Regions from separate parts of the Mus musculus genome. Here regions 1, 2, 3, 5 and 6 are each linked to region 4. Evidence: chromatin contacts called from public HiChIP or PLAC-seq, Micro-C and promoter capture Hi-C data. All regions are on one chromosome and are shown on one strand. Each heading gives the region's core, a stretch centred on a gene start, on an enhancer-like site or on the middle of the called end of the contact. The rest is flanking DNA. Distances are from core to core; before and after follow the strand shown.

Region 1 (3,202 bases), core at 524-3,023, 990 kb after region 4:
TTATATTAATTTAAAAAAGGGAAGAAATGAAGCAAAGATTAAATCTCAAGTAAAAAAAAAAAAATCAGAAACCCCGTTCCAAGGAAGAGCGCAGAGGAAGGATAAAAGCAGTTTGGCTGCAGGTGTGTGTGTGCACGTGTGAGCGTGTGTGCGTGCATGCAGCTGGGGAATGTGGTTGACCCTACCTCTTTCTCTGGGACAGTGCTTTGAGCACACTCTGAAGAGGACGTTACTTGCTTCCATTTATTACTGACTCGGGCCAGATCCAGCACTGTTTAATTTATTCATGTTATTATATAATTCACTTGGGAGTAAATTCGAGATCCCGTCTTTAACTCAGTTATGGTGAACCTGTGGAGACTGTGGGAGACTGCTCTTAGCCTGTCTCCTTTGCTGCAGCCACCGACACCAAGTCTCCTTCCAGTGAGACTTGCCTACGAGGTCTTTCTCATGTTGTCGCAGTGGTAATAACTCTCAGATGAACTCTACACTCTGGGTGTGAAGGCACAGTGTAGTTCCTAGGTTTTTTTAAATCTTAAGATTAAAAATTCCCCATATCTATTATTGTGGCAGGCACACGCATGCCATGGGCGTGTAACTTTTGGGAACTGGTTCTCTCCTGCCTCGTTAGGTTTTTGGCACTGGGGTGATCAGGGTTGTTTGGCAAGTGCTTCTAGTGACACAACCATCTTGATGGCCCAATTTTCTAATTTAACTTACTGATGGAGATAAGTTTTCATTTCATTTTGTTTTTATTTGAGACAGGGTTTCTTTATGTAGGCCAGGCTGTCCCGGAACTTGTTCTGCAGACCAAGCTGACCTCGAACTCTGAGATCCTGCTGCCTCTGCCTCCCTAGTGCTGGGATTAAAGGCGCGCGCCACCACTGCTTGGCGGAGATAAATTCTCAAAAGCCAGAACTTTCTATTAGAGGAGAATTTTGGCACTTTGGGCTCAGAATCAAGGTCCTGTGGTCCACCTGGCCAGTCTCAGATCCTTACTGGTGGGGCAGGGCCTCACTCCCTAAGGCTCCATTCACTCCCTTTCCACATTCTCAAATTGGTTTTTCAATGGACAGAAACCCTTTGTTGCTTATTTATTTTATTATTGCCAAGGTCTTTTCTCACATTATGTTAGGGTCTAAAGAGATCCATAAATATTTCTTAAATAAGAGTTTATCTCTAACTTTTTTTTTTACAGCAAGCCACAGCAATAATTAGAAATAAGCTTTATTTCTATTTATGCACAGAGAACTCATCTTTCCAAGTGTCTTTAATATTTCGGTTTTCGGAAGGAAAATAGGACCCCTGAAATCAATCTGATAGTATTCTTATGTATTGTGTAAAAGTTAGACTGTTATATTTAAGATGAAGCTACCTATAAAAAAAAAAAGCCTCGTTTGCCCCCTTTAAAAAGATTTTTTTTTCTTTCAGCAGTCTAGTTATAAACCACCTAGAGATTAAAGTGAGGATGAAAGAAAACAGCTACTAATAAAATACCCGAGCACAAACTCCTTTTCCTTAGAAGTACCAGCTCTAGGCAGAGGAGACATTGAAAGCAAGTGTTATAAACAAAAAGCCTTGGGCCTCACAAGTAAAAAGGGAGGGGCCCTCGCAGGGACTGCATCATGCTGTCCCCAGTTAGCTGGTGGCTTGCGAAGCACTTCCCCCAAACCAAGGCTTCTGGGGTTAAAACACAAGCGCACAACCTACCAAGCACCTGTCGCGTATTATCCTTTGTCATACAACTGTGTTACCAGCAGCAATAATATGTGTAAGGCAGCCCATAATTTCTTAGCAAGACTGACGCCAGTAAACCAAGGCGAGGTTCTTAGGCATACTCTAATAAGCGGTTGAAAGTTTTCTTGACAATAAGACATTTAGAAAGAGTCGAGCCATGCAGTGCTTTACAGTTAAGGTTTCAATGCACATAAAAAGCATAACAACACAGCTTCCTAGCCTTCAGCAGATGGGCCGTGGGGACAGGGCTGTGCTCTGTAGCTCCCACCTGCCTGCTGGCACCAGCTCAGCCTGAACAGGAAGCTGCCCCCCCCCTTTACCCCTTCTTTGAGAATCTGGTTCAATTCACAGGACTTGCTGACAAAAATGAGGTACCCTTATAATATCTCATGCCAGTCCTATGTATAGCAACTCAGTCCTTATCTCGGCATTCCTGGGATTTACCAAAGACATTTTTGAAAAGGGTAAACGTGTAGCATTTAAATGCACTTTCCTTTTTGGGGGTGAGGGGGTGCCAGATTGTGTCTCCACAATTGGAATTGGAAATGGAGACGGACTCTCCTGTTCTTTAGATATTGGAAGACATTTTGCAGCCGCTCAGTGGAGGTTAAGACTTGTCTAGATAGGTCTTTGAGGAACACACAATGAAGGGTGTTCAGTGTTTTCTCTCTCTCTTTTTTTCTTGGTCTATTTGTCGATAACTTTATTTTGAATCTCTTGCTTCTTGTAATTTTAAGCGGACAGTTCTCGTCCACTGAAAATCCTAGAAAACCAATCCTAAGCTTTTACTTGATCCCTAAAAGTCACTCTGTTTTAAATCTCAAGGATGATGGAATGAGATGCATGATTTAACACTAAGTTCAAGCTCAAGGCTAACGCATGAGTGGCCAGTGCTGCTCCATACTTGGGAAGGAACAAGGATCTTCCCAGAGGTAGAGCAAGTGGGTTGCCTGTCCCAGGAGAGGCCTTCTCCCCATTTGATGCTTCTCCTACTCATGGCACTAAATCCATAAGGAATATTAATGCCTGCCATGTCTATGTCAGCAGGCCAGTTCAATCTTAGAAAATGTGCTTAAGTTCTGACACACCCAAGGCATTCCTTGCAATGAGTTATTAATTACTGGTAGCATCTAAGGGCATTCATTCCCTCAGTGTTCTTAGGGCTTAACGGATGGTCTAAACATATTAGACTTTACTCTTGTAATTTTAACATACAAATAAATGCAGTTCTTAAGGAAATAATAGTTTCTAAGGAAAGATACAGAGGAGGCATTTTCTTTTAAATAGGTTTTTCCCCCCTTTTAAATCTCTGGCATTTGGTGTTTCATACTTATTACTACCAATGAAGGCCTTTAGTTCTCAGGAGCAGGGCAGGGCAGGGCAGGGCAGGGCAGGGCAGGGCAGGGCAGGGCAGGGTTGGGGGTGGGGAGGAGCGTGGTCATGCTGTCCCGTGCTCAGCGTGCAT
Region 2 (2,807 bases), core at 74-2,573, 520 kb before region 4:
ATAAAACTAAAGAAAAAGAGGCCTCAGATTTGAAAAGTCAAGAAGTGTCTAGGAGGAGGAGGGGGGAGGAAATGGGAGGGAGTGGTGTTTGAATAAAAAATTGGCCCCCACGGGTCCATAGGGAATGGCACCGTTAGGAGGTGTGGCCTTGTTGGAGGAAGTGTGTAACTGGGGGGGGGGGGGGTGCAGGCTTTGAGGTTTCAGAAGCATAAGGCAAGCATAATGGCTAACAGTGGTCTCTTCTGGCTGCCTGCCTTCTTCCTTCAGCTATTCTCAGCTCTGTCTCCAGCACCGTGTCTGCCTGAACACTGCCATGCTTCCTGCCATGCTGAAAATGGACTAAACCTCTGAAACTGTAAGCCAGCCCCAATTAAATGTTTGTTTGTTTGTTTCTAAGAGTTGCGGTAGTCGTGGTGTCTCTTCACAGCATTAAAACCCTAAAACAGGGGAGAACCTATGAGATTATATTATCTCAAAAAAACTATTTTAAAAAAATCAATAAGAAGACCAGACGTTGAACTACAGCCATTTATCTGAGACATTTCTGCATCCATCTGGTTTGTTCAAAGTTATCAGAACTGGGTGCTGAATAGATTTTGAAAACTATTCAGGCACTTTTTTAGTCCGAAATGATGATACATTATTATCTCTTAATTCTCCCAGTTATAATGGTGGAAGGCAGCAGAACACAGTGGTACATGGCTTTAATGTCAGCACTTGGAAAACAGAGGCAGGAGGATTTCTGTGAGTTGAAGGCTAGCCTAGTCTACAGAGTTGCAAAGCTCTTGAACCGTCATTTGTTCTTCCCAGGACTTCTAGGTAGGTCTTCTGAGAAAAGATTTGTCGTCTTAAACAAAAGCAAACAAACAAACAAACAAAAAACCCTGTTTTAGAGTCTTACAAAGAAATAATCCCGCTGGAGTTGGTTATGAAGAAGCTAACTACTTGGAAGGGTGAAAGTGGACGATCAAGGTTCTCCCTAACTTACATACTGAGCTCAAGGCCTGCCTGAGCAACTCACCCTGTTTGAAATAAAAGCCAAATCAGGGTCGGCTTGTAGCTCCCTGGGAGAACCCCTGCCTGGCACGTGCAAGGAGCGAGGCTCAGTCTGCGATAGCGACAACAACTAAAAATTATCTGCACCGTTAGTAACACTAACAAAGCCAAGAGTCGTCTTCAGTGTGCTTTTCATTTCACTGGCCGCCAGCCGGTCACGGAGGGGGCCTGTCATTGTCCTCCTCTGAGAGTTACCAATAAAGTTGTTACAAAGTGACCTTGAGCGTCTTCCCCCGCCTTCTCCATCCGGGTGCTGCGGCGCGGATAAGAGCCGCACCGCGCTTGCGCGCCCAGCCCCACTGCTTCGACCTCTGCCGCCGCCACTGCCGCCGCCTCGGGAGGTAAGCGAAGGTAAACGGAGGGCGCGGGGCCCGGGCCGGGGCGGAGCGGGTCTCCCGGCCCTGTCCACCGGGCTTGCGCTTCCCGGGCACGCGGCCACGCTGACCGCCTGCGCGGGGCCCCTCGGGGCCGGGGTGGCAAGGACAGGCCCCTGGGGGGGACACTTGACCTTAAGCCTCTTTTCGCTCCGCAGAGAGGAAGCGGGAGAGGAGCCCACGTCGCCTGTCACCTAGATCCACGCCGCGCCGCCAGGAAGAAAGATGTTCGCCTGCGCCAAGCTCGCCCGCACCCCCGCTCTGGTGCGTAACCCGGGCCTCGGCCCAGCATTCACGCCGAGGGACCGGCTCTCCTTCACCCTTGCCCCGATGTCCTCTCCTCCCTCCCTCCCTCCCAACCCTGGGGCCCGCAGACAGTTCCCGGCCATGTGTCCCCCCCGAGGCCTAGCTGACAGGCCTTCTGGGCGTAGGTCACAGCCTCCTTGCTCGTGGAGCGCGCCCCTCCCCCACCGCCCGGTCCCTATGGAGTTGGGGTCGACGCGAAGGTCGGGGTGCTGAGAAGTCAGGAAGGGGCAGCTGAGGCCTAGTTGCCTGCACAGCGTTTCCCGTGCGCGTCTGTAGGTCAAACTCGCCGCTGCAGAGGGAGGGACTTTGCTTCCTTGTGTGGGCGGAGAAAGGTGTTGGGGAGCCCCGAAGCTTGCTTTTTTGGAGGCTTTAAGTGAAGTCTGAATCTAAAAGATTTGTGCTAGAGAATCGGGTCCTGGTTCTGGAGGGATTTTCTGTGACCTTAGTGTCCGTGGACACTCAAGGGCAGAGAAGCCAGACTGCCAGATGTCCTTATAGTGAGAGTATTGCAACGGCTGTTAAGCTGACATCAAAATGCTTAACTCTATAGTAAATTTAGAATTAGTGGGTATTTAGGAATCCTTTGAAAATTGTAGGAGCTTCATTAGCTGCTGGACTGTTGTAAATGATCAAAATCATAGCGACACCCTTATGAGCCCACATAACTTACTTGAATTTACAGCACTACAGTTACTGAAACTTCCACAACACTCAGTCACTTGGTAACTAATTGGTCTTAGGATTTTTGTTTACAGATAGATTAAATAGAACATTCCATGGTTCATTAGCATAAAATTTTAGGTTGGCTTTGTGTATGCACAATGACCAAAGGCCATGCTAATTGCAGAGATAATAAATCTGTTCGTTCTCTTCTGCTTTCTCCTTTAGAGTTTAAAGTTGCACAAGAGGTCACTGAAGACTAATGTGTACTCTTTAGTACTTGAAATTCTTTCTTTTCCTTCCATTAATAGATCCGAGCTGGATCCAGAGTTGCATATAGACCAATTTCTGCATCAGTGTTATCTCGGCCAGAGACTAGGACTGGAGAGGTGAGTATTAATAACAGAAATT
Region 3 (3,004 bases), core at 2-2,501, 950 kb after region 4:
CTAAAAGAAGAACTTGAAGGATTATGGCAGACATATTAGACAAGGCACACAGACTTAACCAACATAAAGGAGTTTAGAAATAGCCACACGAAATCCTAAGCCTAGTCATGGATAGTCACAGTGTTCCCTGATGGTTATCTGCACAAGGAAGCAAACCAACTGTTGACAAAGGTGAAGGCATGATGTCAAATCACTTGTTGATGGCTTTTGACTGTTCTTCAGGATTCTGGCTGCCCTGGCTGGTGGTCATTTAAGAATGTTTGTTCTGCTTGGCATGTCAGACGTAACAGTGGCCAATGTAGGAGCCAGACGGTCATGACTCAGTGACTGCCCTTGAGGGCAGTAAGTTAGAGTCCCGCTTTTGTCTCCGTGCCTGGCAGACAGCCTTCTGGTCACTGTCACAGAAATACTTTTCTCTTGGGGGGAGAAGCAGTGCTGCTGAGAAAGCACGGGTTTCTGTGTGCTTGGTGTATACGACTCACGGTTATGAGGGGACTGCATGTGGCTTTGTACAAATTCACCTTCAGCACAGCGGTGAGCGTGCCTCAGTCCTACAGTCCTAGAGCTTCTCAGCCCACAAGTAGGGAATCAGAACTTTTGCTTGAGTTCACCAGATAATGACCGATTTCATAGCCTGTCAGCTGGCCTTGAATGCTTTTCTACATTTTAAAAATTACTATCACCAGTATCCAGCATATGCGTTGGAGTTTTTCTCTTTACTGTCTCTCTTCAATTTGTGTGTATTCGAGGTGTGTGTGTGTGTGTGTGTGTGTGTGTGTGTGTGTGTGTGTGTAGAACAGCTCATGCCATGATGTTTGCGTGGTTAGAGGACAACATACAAGAGTCAGTACTCACATACACCGAGCCATCACGCCGAGCCTCTCCATCCTGTCCTGCCTACTCCACTCTCGTTTGTCCATCTTCTCCTCCCTCCCCTGACCTTTCCTCCGTCATCGACAGGCCTCATTGCTGGTTCTCAGGTCTCAAGGTGTCTGAGTTAGGCATCTGAGCCACCTCTGCCTGGCACTCTCCTCTGCAATGGGAATCTCATAACTTAACATCCTGGACTCAGGTGTGCGGGCTGAGTTAAGGACACTAACTTACTGGAGTCGGATCTGCTGCCAGGGTTGCCCTCTGAGCTGGAGAACAGAGTCTGAATGGCAAGCTGGACCGCCTTCACCTCATCCTGAGGCTTCGTTCTGTCCCACTGTATGGAGTGCACGTGCTTAGTGAGTTTTGGTGTTCTGACATCATTCTGTTAAAAAAAAAATCAAAACCCCATGATCATGCATATACACATTTATAGAATGAGAAGGGGAAACACATGTTATTATGTCATTTGCCCAAATTAGTGAATTTGAATAAGAGGAACACTCCAACCCCCTTTCTCATAATGGATTCAGTGTCCTTTCTTCTCCCTTCTCCTTCTCTTCTCTCATTCTATGCCCTTTTCTACTTATCAGATTATAATACTTAAAAATAGGGTTGTGGGGCTGGAGAGATGGCTCAGCAGTTAAGAACACTGACTGCTCTTCCGCAGGCTGTGAGTTTGATTCCCAGCAACTACATGGTGACTCAAAACCATCTGTAATGGGATCTGATTCCCTCTTCTGGTGTGTCAGCAATACCATACTCATAGATAAATCAATAAAGAAATCTTTAAAAAAAATAGAGTTGTCTTCTTCCAGAATTTATAACATTTGATAGAGCTCAATTTACCTTATTAATAAGAAATGTCTTTCATATTTGAAAAAAAGATACCTTATTGAATAAATGAACATTGACCACTGTTTTCCCTAAAAGCACCTTTGGTCCAAGGGTGCTAGGATACACACAGGGAGGAGAATGGCACAAGGCTGCTCCCGGGGGAGTGAAGGTTAGCAGGTGCACAGCGAGACAGGATGGAGAGAGAAGAAATCCGGTATCAGAAGAGGATACTGGACCAAGATAACAGTTCTTGTCCCAAAACTGTCCCCATCACCAGATACACCTACAGATTACAGTCTCTTTAGGGCGCTGGGTGTAGCTCAGTGGGACATTGGCTTGACCTGTAAATGGCCTTGGGTCCCTACAAAAAGGGATCTCTAGGATTTAATACAGTAGGGTGTGGTGTACAGGCCCTTTATCTCAGCACTCAGGAGGCTGAAGTAGGTGGATCACTGCCAGTTCAAGGCTGACCCTGGTCTAATAGCAAGTGGGAGACTAGCTAGGGGTACATAGGAAATATCTTGTTTCAAAAAATAAAAGGAGAGAATAAGAGGAAAGGAAGGAAGAAAGGAAGAAAAAGAAAAAGAACTCTTTAAAAACTAGAAAGTGAAAAAGTGGCTCATTATCATCATGGAGTCCATGAAGAGGAGGAGTAAGGAAAGAAGAAACTGAGGGAGGAAGGAGGTTGAAGAAGGGCAAGCGGCGGGCATGGCACGTTTAATGAGTTGTCTGCAGCAGGCGAAGCGAAGCCGGAATCAGTTAAAGGTGGCTTTTCCTGGGCGGATGCACGGAGGGAACGGTTAACAGGTATCAGGATTGCTGACACACGTATTGCCTTGCAGGCTGATGGGGTGAGGTGGACAAGGCTTGGGCCTCTGATTCTAAAATGCTAGACTGTGATAGCTCAGGAAATCTCATTGGAGCAGCATGCAAAGCCCACTCTGAGGGAACTTCCTGCAGCATACTACAGCCACTGTGAGGCTCACAGGTCGGGGCTGGAGGCAGGAAAGAGACACTGTTCCCAGAGAGAAACAAGGGTTGTGAGCATATTAACTCTGTCAGAGTACCCAGAGCCCTGGAAGGTAGGGGTGGGGGCTTTCTTCTCTCCTGCTAAATGGAGACAACCATTACCCACCTTTCAGTATTTACCCGAGGCTTGTGAGACAGGGCAGGTGTACTTGGCTCTTAACTTGGCTTATGGTGAACCCTTGCTAAAACTGTCGTGAACAGATGGAAGGTGTGTGTGCCCTAGCAATGGAAGATGCATCCTTGTCCCCGTCCCCGGTCTCTGTGCTAT
Region 4 (2,835 bases), core at 279-2,778:
CATGTTCCAGTGTGGGGAAATTGTACCAATCTTACTGTGCTGTCAGAGGATAAACTAAGCTAAGCTAACACAAGGAACTCCTACAGGTTGGCCTTAACTTTCCTTTCTAGGCCTGTCTTTCAATAATCCTTTAAAAGTCAAAGTTCACTAAATATTTAGTTTGACTAATGTTCATAGTTTCAAGGCAGGAATCCATTTAGCCTTGAGATAACAGATGTATTGTTTTTTTTTTTTTTTTTTTTTTTGCAGTTAGGTTAATAGTTAAAAGTGAGAAAGACAAAAAATGAACCAAAAGGGAGTAAGCTACATTTTAAAAAATAGTTTCAATTCTGCTCACCTTTCCTTAGGCTTCATATCCTTAAGCCAGCTCTTGGCTTTTCTTTTCTTTTTTTTTCCCATTTTTTATTACATATTTTCTTTATTTACATTTCAAATTTTATCCCCTTTCCTCATTTTCCCTCGGAACCCCCTTCCCCCATCCCATCTCCCTTCCCGGCTTTTATTTTCTTAGTAAACCATATAGTAACTTAATTTAAAGGTGCAAATAGTACTGTACTTTGTACTAAAACTGCACAGATTAATAGGACATAGTAGTGGCCAGACAAAACAGTAAAATTTGCAAAGCAAGATTTCTTTTTAAGAAATACTTACAAAATCACTGAGATCAGGCTTTAAATTAGAAATATTTTTTGTTTCAGAAAATGTCTTCATTTTCACACGTTGACTTCGAGAAGCCCCAGTAGACTTCCGAGAATACTAGGAGATTCCTGTCTGTAAACTAAGAGCATACAGCCAGAGTTCCTCCACAACAGAAAAAGAAGCAGTCGCTGCTGGCAATGTATTCTAAATCAAGCACACAACTAAAGCTTATATTTTAATCTCTTTTGATTTAGGAAGGTCAAGATCATGCTAGCTTGGGAAAGGTAGAAGGCAGGGTTTGAACTCACATCCTTGCATTTATAACTCTATACTATGCAATGACGAGGCTAACCAGGAGAGGAATTGACAGGATTACTGGAAGCTGAGGTTAACCGAAATGATGACAGGCCTTCCTGAGTCTGAGCAGAGGCGGAGGAAACCAATACTGCCAATCCCCACCCGGCCGCCATCTTGTGGGAAGAGAAAAGCCGGAAGTACAGCTACGGGAGACCGGCGGCCAAGTGGCTTTGGCGGAGGCGAAGCATAAGGGCAGGGACTGGGCTGTGTGGCCTCGGGCACCGGGGGTGGAGCGGTGTCGCTTGTCCTTGGGGGCGGGGCCTAAAGGCGAGGTGGAGACCCGCATTCGGGCCTTCTGGCTAGGGGCGGGGCCTTGGGGTGGAGCCCCAGGGCGGAGTGCAGTGTAGCACTGGAGCTTAGGGGTGTGGCCTGACGGCGGGGTGGAGATTTGAAACGCGGACCTCCATGCTGGAGGCGGGGCCTTGGGCGGGGCGGGGCCATGTCCTGAGCTTGGGGGCGGGGCCTCACGGCAGAATGGAGACCGGCTTCTCTGACCTCCAGGCCAGGGGCGGAGCCTGAAGGCGGGGCGGAGGCGGGGAGGAGGCACCGGGCTGCAGACGCCTAAGGTAGCTGACAGGACCGCAGCGGCTCACCCCTCCCTTTCTCGGAACGTGGTTGGGCATCTGCCGCTGGCACACGCCGCTACAAGAGGGTTCGGGGCGGGAGATGACGGCGGTGTGCTCGCTGCTTGGCCCTCTGTGAGCATCGGCTTCCTTCTCCTTGCAGCCGGAGCTGCAGACCTAGCAGGTGAGATGAGCCCCAGTTGCGTTTGCAATGGCCCCTGCCCCTGGGGTCCGGACCAGTGGGCAGCGCCAGGCTGCCCTGGCGCCTCGGCTAGCTGCTGCGCCTGTCCGCCTCTGCTCCACAGAGCCTGCGCCTGAAACCTGCGGGAACACTGGAGATGGTCTGCTCACAAGGGACGACTTGTCCCCTCTGGTGCCAGAGCTGCGGTCCCCAGGGTGCGAAGCACCCCGTTGCACGTGTGCTCACATTGTCATCTCGGACTTTTTACTTTAGCCCAAGGTGGCCTTCGTGTCTGCCCCTCCTGAGCACCTCGGGATCTTTGCGCCAAATTTTCTCCCATACTTCTTTACGGAGCACCTGACGTTGTGACTCCCATGCCCTGGCTTTCCACTTCCACGGGTGTCAGCTGCCCTCGGTATCATCTATTTGGTCAGGGACTCTGCACTCCTTATCTTGGCGGGCCAAAGTCTGATCCTGCAGATTGACAAGGGAAAAGGCAGTGACTGGAGTGCCTGTTGATGTTGAAGAGTGCTTTTTATAGTGCTGCAAGGCATTAGGCTTTTCTCCTGTCTAAAGGATAGGAGTGTTTGAGAAGAGAACAGCCTCAGTTTAAAGCTTTTTCTTTCAAGTCAGTACTGCAGCACATTTGAACTTAATAGCATTTAACCTACAATTTCAGTGCTTTGGTCATGTTATCTAAGTCAGATGTAATGCGACTAGATGGTTTGTATACTTCGTTTTCTAGTGTCTGGCCCAGTGAATTGGCTTTTCCAGTGATAGGACAACTTGTTTGTTCTGCAACAAGTCTTGTTTTTGTAGTTTAAAGGACTGGATGACATTTTTAAAACTTCCTTTGTTGTGGTTCTTGTTAATCTTAAAATGTGCATAAGAAGCGGTTTTTCGTTTTGTTTTGTTTTCATGTTTAAAATGGTATGAGATAAAACTTCAGAGTTATTTTTAGTTTTTTTTTTTCTCCCTTCCTTATTTTGAGACAGCTGCTAATTTAAGTCCTGGCTGGCTTTTCTTTGTAGCTGGGCTTGAACCCATGGTCTTCCTGCCTCTGCCTCACTAGTGCTGTGATTACAGGTGTGTGAC
Region 5 (3,176 bases), core at 507-3,006, 660 kb after region 4:
ATGTGTGACATCATCCCTTTCTGTCTCTTGGAATCCTGTTTTGTCTCTTTGAGGGAGCCCAAGAGATACCCGTGGAGAAGAATCCTCAGCTGATAGTTCAGCATCCATTTGTCGTTCCTGGGAAGCAGCCATCTTGGAAATGAACCCAGGAGTCCTTGTGATCAAGCCACTCAGCTGCCACCATGTGGAGCAATGGTGAACTGCTCCTGCTAAATCTTGCCTAAATCATAGTTGTGCACAAAGAGAAGATAGTTGTTTTAAGCCATGAGTTTAGAAGGACAAGTTACACTGTTCTCAATAGTTTAGAATCTATGGGTGTCTTGTGTTTGTATTCCCAGAATCTGGTGTGGGTACCTCTAGTTTCCATACGTGAGTCACTTCTACCTATGTGAGTATCCGGCTGACTTTGGCTCCAGAGGGGAGCTTTTCATTCAGCTTAGCTAAACCAGAAGTGCTGAGCATCAAATGTATCAGGAGGCAGGTGTATGGAAGCTGATGGAACGTACCACAGAAGGAAGACATCTGCTGCACTAGGAAGAGGGGTCTTTGTGTTTCCAACTAGATCTAAACCCAGAATACTAAGCCTAGAACTTCCAGGCACCTCCAGATAGGCACAGAGAATAAAGCCAACCCAGTGGGGGATGGGATAAGAGGAAAAGAACCAAGACACAATGGCACTGAGCTAGACTCAGCTATGTCTTAGGTCATCTCTACCCTCAGAGAACATGGACCAATAATATTTTTGTGTGTGTGTGTATTTTGCCTGGCCAATTTGAATTAGATTTTTGATCACTTGGCCAGAAGGAATCCCAGGTGCAGAGGCTCTGAATTTTTATGCTGATACCTTCTTCTTTTCAGATATATAAAAGATTATTTCACACAATTTTATATTACAGAAAAATTAAAAGAATTATACTAAGGATATATACATATCCACCTTGTCCAGACCTCCCAAATATTAAAAGTTGTACATTTGCTTTCGTATATTCTCTTTCTGTATAAATACATACATACACACATACATACATACTTATAATTTCTCTGTGTATGTACAACTTTTTTCTAAATGGACTGAAAATAAATTAAAAAGTCAATATTCCTTTGCTCCTAAATGCTTCAGTGTGTTTCCTGAATAGAACATTCTCCTACAAAGCCACAGCATAATTTCCCATCAAAGTTGGGAAATTTGAATTGATAAAATGCTATTATTTCATCTATTAGCTTGCTTAGGGTTTGCCATTTGATCTCAGCAATGCTTTTTTAGCAGGAAGAAGAAGAAGGAGAAGAAGGAGGAAGAAGGAGGGGGAGGAGGAGAAGGAGGAGGAGGAGGAGGAGGAGGAGGAGGAGGAGGAGGAGGAGGAGGAGGAGGAGGAGGAGAAGGATATTATTTTTGGAGCACTTACAACATTCACTGCCGTGTCTTGCTAGTCTGTCTTAATCTGAAACAGTCACTGTTCATTCATAACAATGTTACATGTTTTTTTAAGACTACAGGCAACTTAATATTATGTCCCTTCCTTTGGGGTTGTCTAGAGTTTCCTTGTGATTAGATTCAAGCTATAAAATTTTAGCAAGAAAACAGCAGAAAGTGCAGCAAGTTAAAACAGGAGGCACATAACCTCCTGTGTCCATTACTGCGGATGTTAACCTCGAGCTTTTGATTAAGGTGCTAATTGCCAGCTTCTCTGGTGTAAATGTACGACTTTCTTTTTGTAATGAGTAAGTATCTTGGCAGGATACCTTCATGTGTGGAAATACATTGCCATTCCTCAAACTTTTACCCAGTACTTTTATGAACTTTTACCTCTAACAATTACTGCTGTGGTAGTTAGCAAACAACAGCTTTCCTGCCCCTCTCATTCCTTTATATTTGATCTAATGTAACAAAGAACAGTCCCACACAACAAATCACTAACCAATCCTCCCTCCCTCCCTCCCTCCCTCCCTTCCTCCCTCCCTCCCTCCCTTCCTCCCTCCCTCCCTCTTTTTCCTTCCTCTCAAATGGGATGATAGAACTCAGCTCCATTCAGGGATTTATAATACTTTACTATCATTGGCTTTGATGCAGAAGCCTGGAATTTGCCATGTTTTATAACTCAGGCTGGTTTTGTACTCTTGACAATCCTCCTGCCTCAGCTTCTTGAGTGTTAGGATTACAGGTCTGAGCTGCACACACCATACCTGGCTGTGATGTAATTTCTTCGATGATAGATTTTTCTTTTTCCGTTTTTGTTAGTGAGAGTCCTTTCAAATTGACTTCCATGCCGGATGCTTTTTGGTGAAGGAAATTAAAATTACAACAACAACAACAAGACACACTCAGGCTCTGAAACCAGCTGAGGTTCCCAAGCTTCAAATCTTAGGCCACGTCTCTTAAGCTCTGTCTTCCTCAGTTCTCTCCCATGGAAAATGGGCACAGGAGAAAAGAACACTTTGACGGAGTGTTAAATCAACTTGTGAACAACAGAAAAGCAATCAGAACTGTGCACAGTCCTCAGGTCTGGGCATACCACCAGGTGCTCAGGCTTGCTAACCCTCTGGCTGTGTGGATCGGTTCTGCACTCCTGAGGGTTAATTTTGCCTCACAAATGACTAAGAGGAGACAGTGGGTTATGTCAGAGAAGTGCATGGAAGCCACTCTCGAATGGCATTCGTCTTCCCTGTCCACTCAGGAAAGGATGAGGAGATATGTGCGCCAGAATTCTCTCCTGAGCTCTTGGCAGACGTAACTCAACCAGTGAGGAACTGGCTATCAAATAAACAGGAAAGGCCTTGTTTTGTACCACAGCAAGTACCAGAAAAGGGGAGAATATCAATGTACCCTCTGTCATCTGTAGAAGAATGTGTGTGAGTGTTTACTCCAAACGCCAATAGAATCGGATATTTTTGTATACTTTACTTAGAGCAATGCAATATCTGCTGTGGTGTTTATGATATGAGTATCTACTGATGTGTGCGTGGTATGCATGTTTAGGGGTTTATGTCTGAGATTTAACATTACTTCAAGTCACTACGAATGTGTTTGCCAATTGGATCACATGTGAATTCAACATCTTAAACTTTTTTTTAAAGAAAAACTTTAAAGATCCAACCAATGAGAATTCAATAGCATTCTAGATCTATCTATCTATCTATCTATCTATCTATCTATCTATCTATCTATCTATCTATCTATC
Region 6 (3,171 bases), core at 623-3,122, 830 kb after region 4:
ATGAAGCAGCCTGCAGAAAGCCTTTCTTTGTCAGACACTACTGATCTGGCAATAACAGCAGCACTTAGCCAAGAGCCTGATGAGCTGAAAAAAAATTATGTCATTATCATTCACTTTTTTTCATGTTAGAAACCTGGTTTTGACCTTTATATTTTCTCCCATTTTACCATGCTGTGGCCTGTATTAACTGTAAGATTACCTAGTGGCTAGCACATTCAAGAAAATCCTCCACAAAAGGGAATGCTCACTCTCGCCTGAGTATTATTGACAAATAAAGTTGATGCAATGGGGGGGGGGGGGAGAAGTCGAGGACTTTATTTGGAACAATTAGACAATGCTAATGTGGAACTGTAGGTTGGTTTGCGGCAAAGCATGGTGCAATTTGTCTGACTTAGTTAAGGAATATGATAATGCCCTAATTATCTGTCTAAGATGTGCCCTGGATATTACAGAGGAGACAAAGAATAAAAAATGGCAAACCATGAATTATCCGAAATAATCCGTGTTGTTAAAGGTTGGCTCCTAAGAAAGTCTGGTCACTGGCAGTTCCTATCTGCCATTCATCTATTGTTAATTTAATCTTTTGTGTGTACTCAAAAAAAAAATTTTTTTTTTTTTTTTTTTTGCCCAGGGCTAACATTTGTTGGGAGAATGTCTCTCCCCGGTCCCCTGCAGTTGTTGCAGGCATGTGTTTTTACAAACAGCCCCTCTTGGTTGCTTTGCCTTTTTTTCTTTTTTTTTTTTTTTTTTTTTGGTAACTGGACTTGCAGTGGGCCAAGAAAGCATCAACCCACTGCTAATTAAACCGATTAATCAGACTGGATATTGTTAGAGTATAAATGGATGTGTGCTTGTTTAGTGCCATGTGAAGTAAAAACCAAACAGATTTATCGGCTAAGAAGAAAAAGTCTGTCTTGGATGAAAGCCGGGAAACCTAATGAATTGAAATGTGTCCACCAGGGTAGATATATTTCTTCTTACTGCTAGTCGCTGGTGCCTCTCAAAGCAGTGGAAGTAAATTACTATCTTAACCTGATAAGCCTGTCACTTTTATCAAATCCGTTTGCCAGCTTCCAAATAGACCAGGAGGAAACAGCAGAGGGACAGCAGTGGGCTTCATTCTTTCAAGAGAGTAGAGTAGAGATGCCTTGCCCAAGCCTGGCTGTCTTTCATTAGCTAAAAGGAACTCCTAAGGTGAAAGACCCAAACCAAATAACTTGTAAGAACTTCTCCAGAGCCAGCACACCCTAAGCCCAGAGAGGGTGGGGTTCTCCCAACCGTCCCCATGGTTCCTGCCTTTCTGGCAGATTGAACCGGTCGTAATGGAAACCAGTCTCTGAGGACTCTGAAGGGAGGCCATCTCTCCTTGATAGTTTTGGACCTAGAACACTGTCTCCTTTGCCACCCAGGTTCTGGTTGGGTGAGAACCCATGCTGTTCTTAGTAAGCCACCTGCAAGTACCTCCACCCCACCCCTTGGAAATGCGTAGTCTCTGTCTTTACTAAAATACATGTGCTGTTTATTCTGAGAAATTTCATAGCAAATGGAAGTGTCAAAAAGACCGTGTAGCACACGCTGCTACACTTTCTTGGCGACAGGACCCAGCCATCTCAGTGTCACAGAGCATTGCCATCTCGGCTGCTCTGGGGAATTGAGCAATTAAGGCTGATTTCCTGTGAGGATGTCTTTCTTAACTTGTTTATTCCTTGTACTTAAAAATATTTTGATACGTTACCCTTCTGAAGACATGGTTTGCTTTAAAATGTCTCTGTGCCCTCTTTTGCCTCTGTCCACTTTTCTCTCCTTCTTCTTGGCCTTCTCTTCACAAACATTCTGTCCTTTGTGTCTCGTGGTTTTCTGGGCATTGAACCAGGGCCTTATCCAGGCTAACCGTTCTCCCACTGAGGCCAAGCCTTGCCTCATCCTTTTCAGTATCCCCGCCTTCTGTTCTCTCTCTTCTTTCTTATTTCATCATGATTTTCCTTCTGAGCCTTTTTTATTCCACTGTTTGTTTGTCTGTCTTTGGTTTTGTTTTGTTTTACTGTGTCTTGGGGTTTTTGCCTGCATGTATGTCTGTGTGAGCATGTTGGATGCCTGGAACTGGAGTTAGAGACAGTTGTGAGCTGCCATTATGGTTGCTGGGAATTAGGACTGGTTCCTCTGGAAGAATAGCCAGTGCTCTTAACCGAGAAGCCATCTCTCCAGCCCACCACTGTAGATATTTATGGATGAAGAGTAAATCTAATTACTACCAGGTTGTTGTTGTTTTAAGATAACCCTTCTCAAGTAGACTGTTAAATTTGTCAAATTTATAAGATACAAAAATGATCGAGCTGACTTACAATGACAGTGTTCCTGATGTAATTACATAAGACTTGAGGGCACAATGGGAGAAAGCTGTTTGTTCCATGTGACCATATCCAAAGGGAAATTAAATTCCTCACAATGTACAAAGAAGACCATATGACCATTAAAGTTATGTGGCCACAAGCAAAGAGATCTTAGACTCTTCAGACTCTTGCTTAAACTAAACCCATTGGCTTCATCATCCAATTTTCTATGTAAAGGAATGATAAATATATGAAGTAAAAGTGAGGGGGTGCCTTCATCAAAATTCCGAGGGGGACCTTCACAGGACAAGACCCTTTACAGTATAAAACTGATAAAGTAAATAATGGGTTTAAGTTATATAACAATTCCCAACACTTGGAAGAGAAAAGAAGTTAGGAGTAATTCTTACACATCATTGGGCAGCTTTTTTCCAAACTCAGTTTCTTCTAGATTGTTCTTCCTTACATATTCTATTATTTCTTTTTTTTTTTTAAGATGTATAAATTTACTGTATATGAGTACACTGTTGCTGTCTTCAGGCACACCAGAAGAGGGCATCAGATCCCATTACAGATGCCTGTGAACCACCATGTGGTTGCTGGGAATTGAACTCAGGACCTCTGAAAGAACAGCCAGTGCTCTTAGCTGCTGAGCCATCTCTCCAGCCCCCATTATTTCTTAAGAGTCACTCAAGGGTCCTGGATGTGGTGGTGTGCACCTTTAATCCTAGCACTTGAGAGGCAAAAAGGCAGGCAGGTCTCTGAGTTTGAGGCTAGCCTGGTCTACAGAGTGAGTTCCAGGACAGCCTGGGCTACCAAAAATTCTTCAAGAAACCCCAGT

What was found. Promoter capture Hi-C pulls out the DNA fragments that hold promoters and counts their contacts. A called contact is a pair of places that touch in the nucleus more often than the background predicts. HiChIP or PLAC-seq counts read pairs in DNA pulled down with a chosen protein or histone mark.
Region 1: a contact with region 4 is called in a promoter capture Hi-C map of pre-B cells, with 6 times the contacts expected there. The contact joins the enhancer-like site here to the promoter of Gpr155 in region 4. A contact is called at or near these places in 18 of 39 promoter capture datasets (the 3T3-L1 cell line, 3T3-L1-derived adipocytes, the C10 cell line and 12 more), 1 of 484 Hi-C or Micro-C datasets (pre-B cells) and 3 of 115 datasets of contacts at active chromatin or transcription factors (astrocytes, embryonic forebrain and large pre-B cells).
Region 2: a contact with region 4 is called in a Micro-C map of embryonic stem cells, with 6 times the contacts expected there. The contact joins the promoter of Atp5g3 here to the promoter of Gpr155 in region 4. A contact is called at or near these places in 4 of 39 promoter capture datasets (hippocampal neurons, liver, pre-B cells and 1 more) and 2 of 484 Hi-C or Micro-C datasets (embryonic stem cells and olfactory sensory neurons).
Region 3: a contact with region 4 is called in an H3K4me3 HiChIP or PLAC-seq map of bone marrow-derived macrophages, with 6 times the contacts expected there. The contact joins the enhancer-like site here to the promoter of Gpr155 in region 4. A contact is called at or near these places in 9 of 39 promoter capture datasets (the 3T3-L1 cell line, the C10 cell line, the HPC-7 cell line and 5 more), 2 of 115 datasets of contacts at active chromatin or transcription factors (astrocytes and bone marrow-derived macrophages) and 1 of 9 other capture datasets (macrophages).
Region 5: a promoter capture Hi-C map of 3T3-L1-derived adipocytes shows a contact between it and region 4, with 3 times the contacts expected there. The contact joins the enhancer-like site here to the promoter of Gpr155 in region 4. A contact is called at or near these places in 9 of 39 promoter capture datasets (3T3-L1-derived adipocytes, the HPC-7 cell line, cranial neural crest and 6 more).
Region 6: a promoter capture Hi-C map of 3T3-L1-derived adipocytes shows a contact between it and region 4, with 5 times the contacts expected there. The contact joins the enhancer-like site here to the promoter of Gpr155 in region 4. A contact is called at or near these places in 10 of 39 promoter capture datasets (the 3T3-L1 cell line, 3T3-L1-derived adipocytes, cranial neural crest and 6 more) and 2 of 115 datasets of contacts at active chromatin or transcription factors (astrocytes and embryonic forebrain).

What each region holds. Positions count from the first base shown.
Region 1 is chr2:72,398,457-72,401,658 of GRCm38.p6, reverse strand. The region is part of intron 11 of Map3k20 (mitogen-activated protein kinase kinase kinase 20); the gene reads right to left. Among named protein-coding and RNA genes, the nearest start is that of Gm52556, 48 kb to the right of the region's middle. Within about 2 kb of position 1,773, at least 44 of the 459 cell types and tissues checked have an H3K27ac peak or open chromatin away from gene starts, as enhancers often do. A contact at or near this core is called in pre-B cells, where this site is marked.
Region 2 is chr2:73,909,842-73,912,648 of GRCm38.p6, reverse strand. It overlaps Atp5g3 (ATP synthase, H+ transporting, mitochondrial F0 complex, subunit C3 (subunit 9)), which reads left to right and starts at 1,323. Exons shown (of 5, transcript NM_175015.3): 1 at 1,323-1,397; 2 at 1,589-1,694; 3 at 2,708-2,785. The coding sequence starts at 1,656.
Region 3 is chr2:72,436,453-72,439,456 of GRCm38.p6, reverse strand. Map3k20 (mitogen-activated protein kinase kinase kinase 20) reads right to left here. Exons shown (of 20, transcript NM_023057.5): 19 at 1,105-1,255. Among named protein-coding and RNA genes, the nearest start is that of Gm39847, 27 kb to the left of the region's middle. Within about 2 kb of position 1,251, at least 20 of the 459 cell types and tissues checked have an H3K27ac peak or open chromatin away from gene starts, as enhancers often do. A contact at or near this core is called in bone marrow-derived macrophages, where this site is marked.
Region 4 is chr2:73,385,173-73,388,007 of GRCm38.p6, reverse strand. Gpr155 (G protein-coupled receptor 155) reads left to right here and starts at 1,528. Exons shown (of 17, transcript NM_001190297.2): 1 at 1,528-1,743. It overlaps Gm13707 (a long non-coding RNA gene), which reads right to left and starts at 1,158. Exons shown (of 9, transcript XR_866430.3): 1 at 652-1,158.
Region 5 is chr2:72,725,896-72,729,071 of GRCm38.p6, reverse strand. It overlaps 8430437L04Rik (RIKEN cDNA 8430437L04 gene), which reads right to left. Exons shown (of 7, transcript NR_040503.1): 6 at 2,182-2,271; 7 at 1-220. Among named protein-coding and RNA genes, the nearest start is that of Gm30257, 6.3 kb to the left of the region's middle. Within about 2 kb of position 1,756, at least 4 of the 459 cell types and tissues checked have an H3K27ac peak or open chromatin away from gene starts, as enhancers often do. A contact at or near this core is called in 3T3-L1-derived adipocytes, where this site is marked.
Region 6 is chr2:72,553,447-72,556,617 of GRCm38.p6, reverse strand. No RefSeq gene overlaps it. Among named protein-coding and RNA genes, the nearest start is that of Gm30069, 60 kb to the left of the region's middle. Within about 2 kb of position 1,872, at least 19 of the 459 cell types and tissues checked have an H3K27ac peak or open chromatin away from gene starts, as enhancers often do. A contact at or near this core is called in 3T3-L1-derived adipocytes, where this site is marked.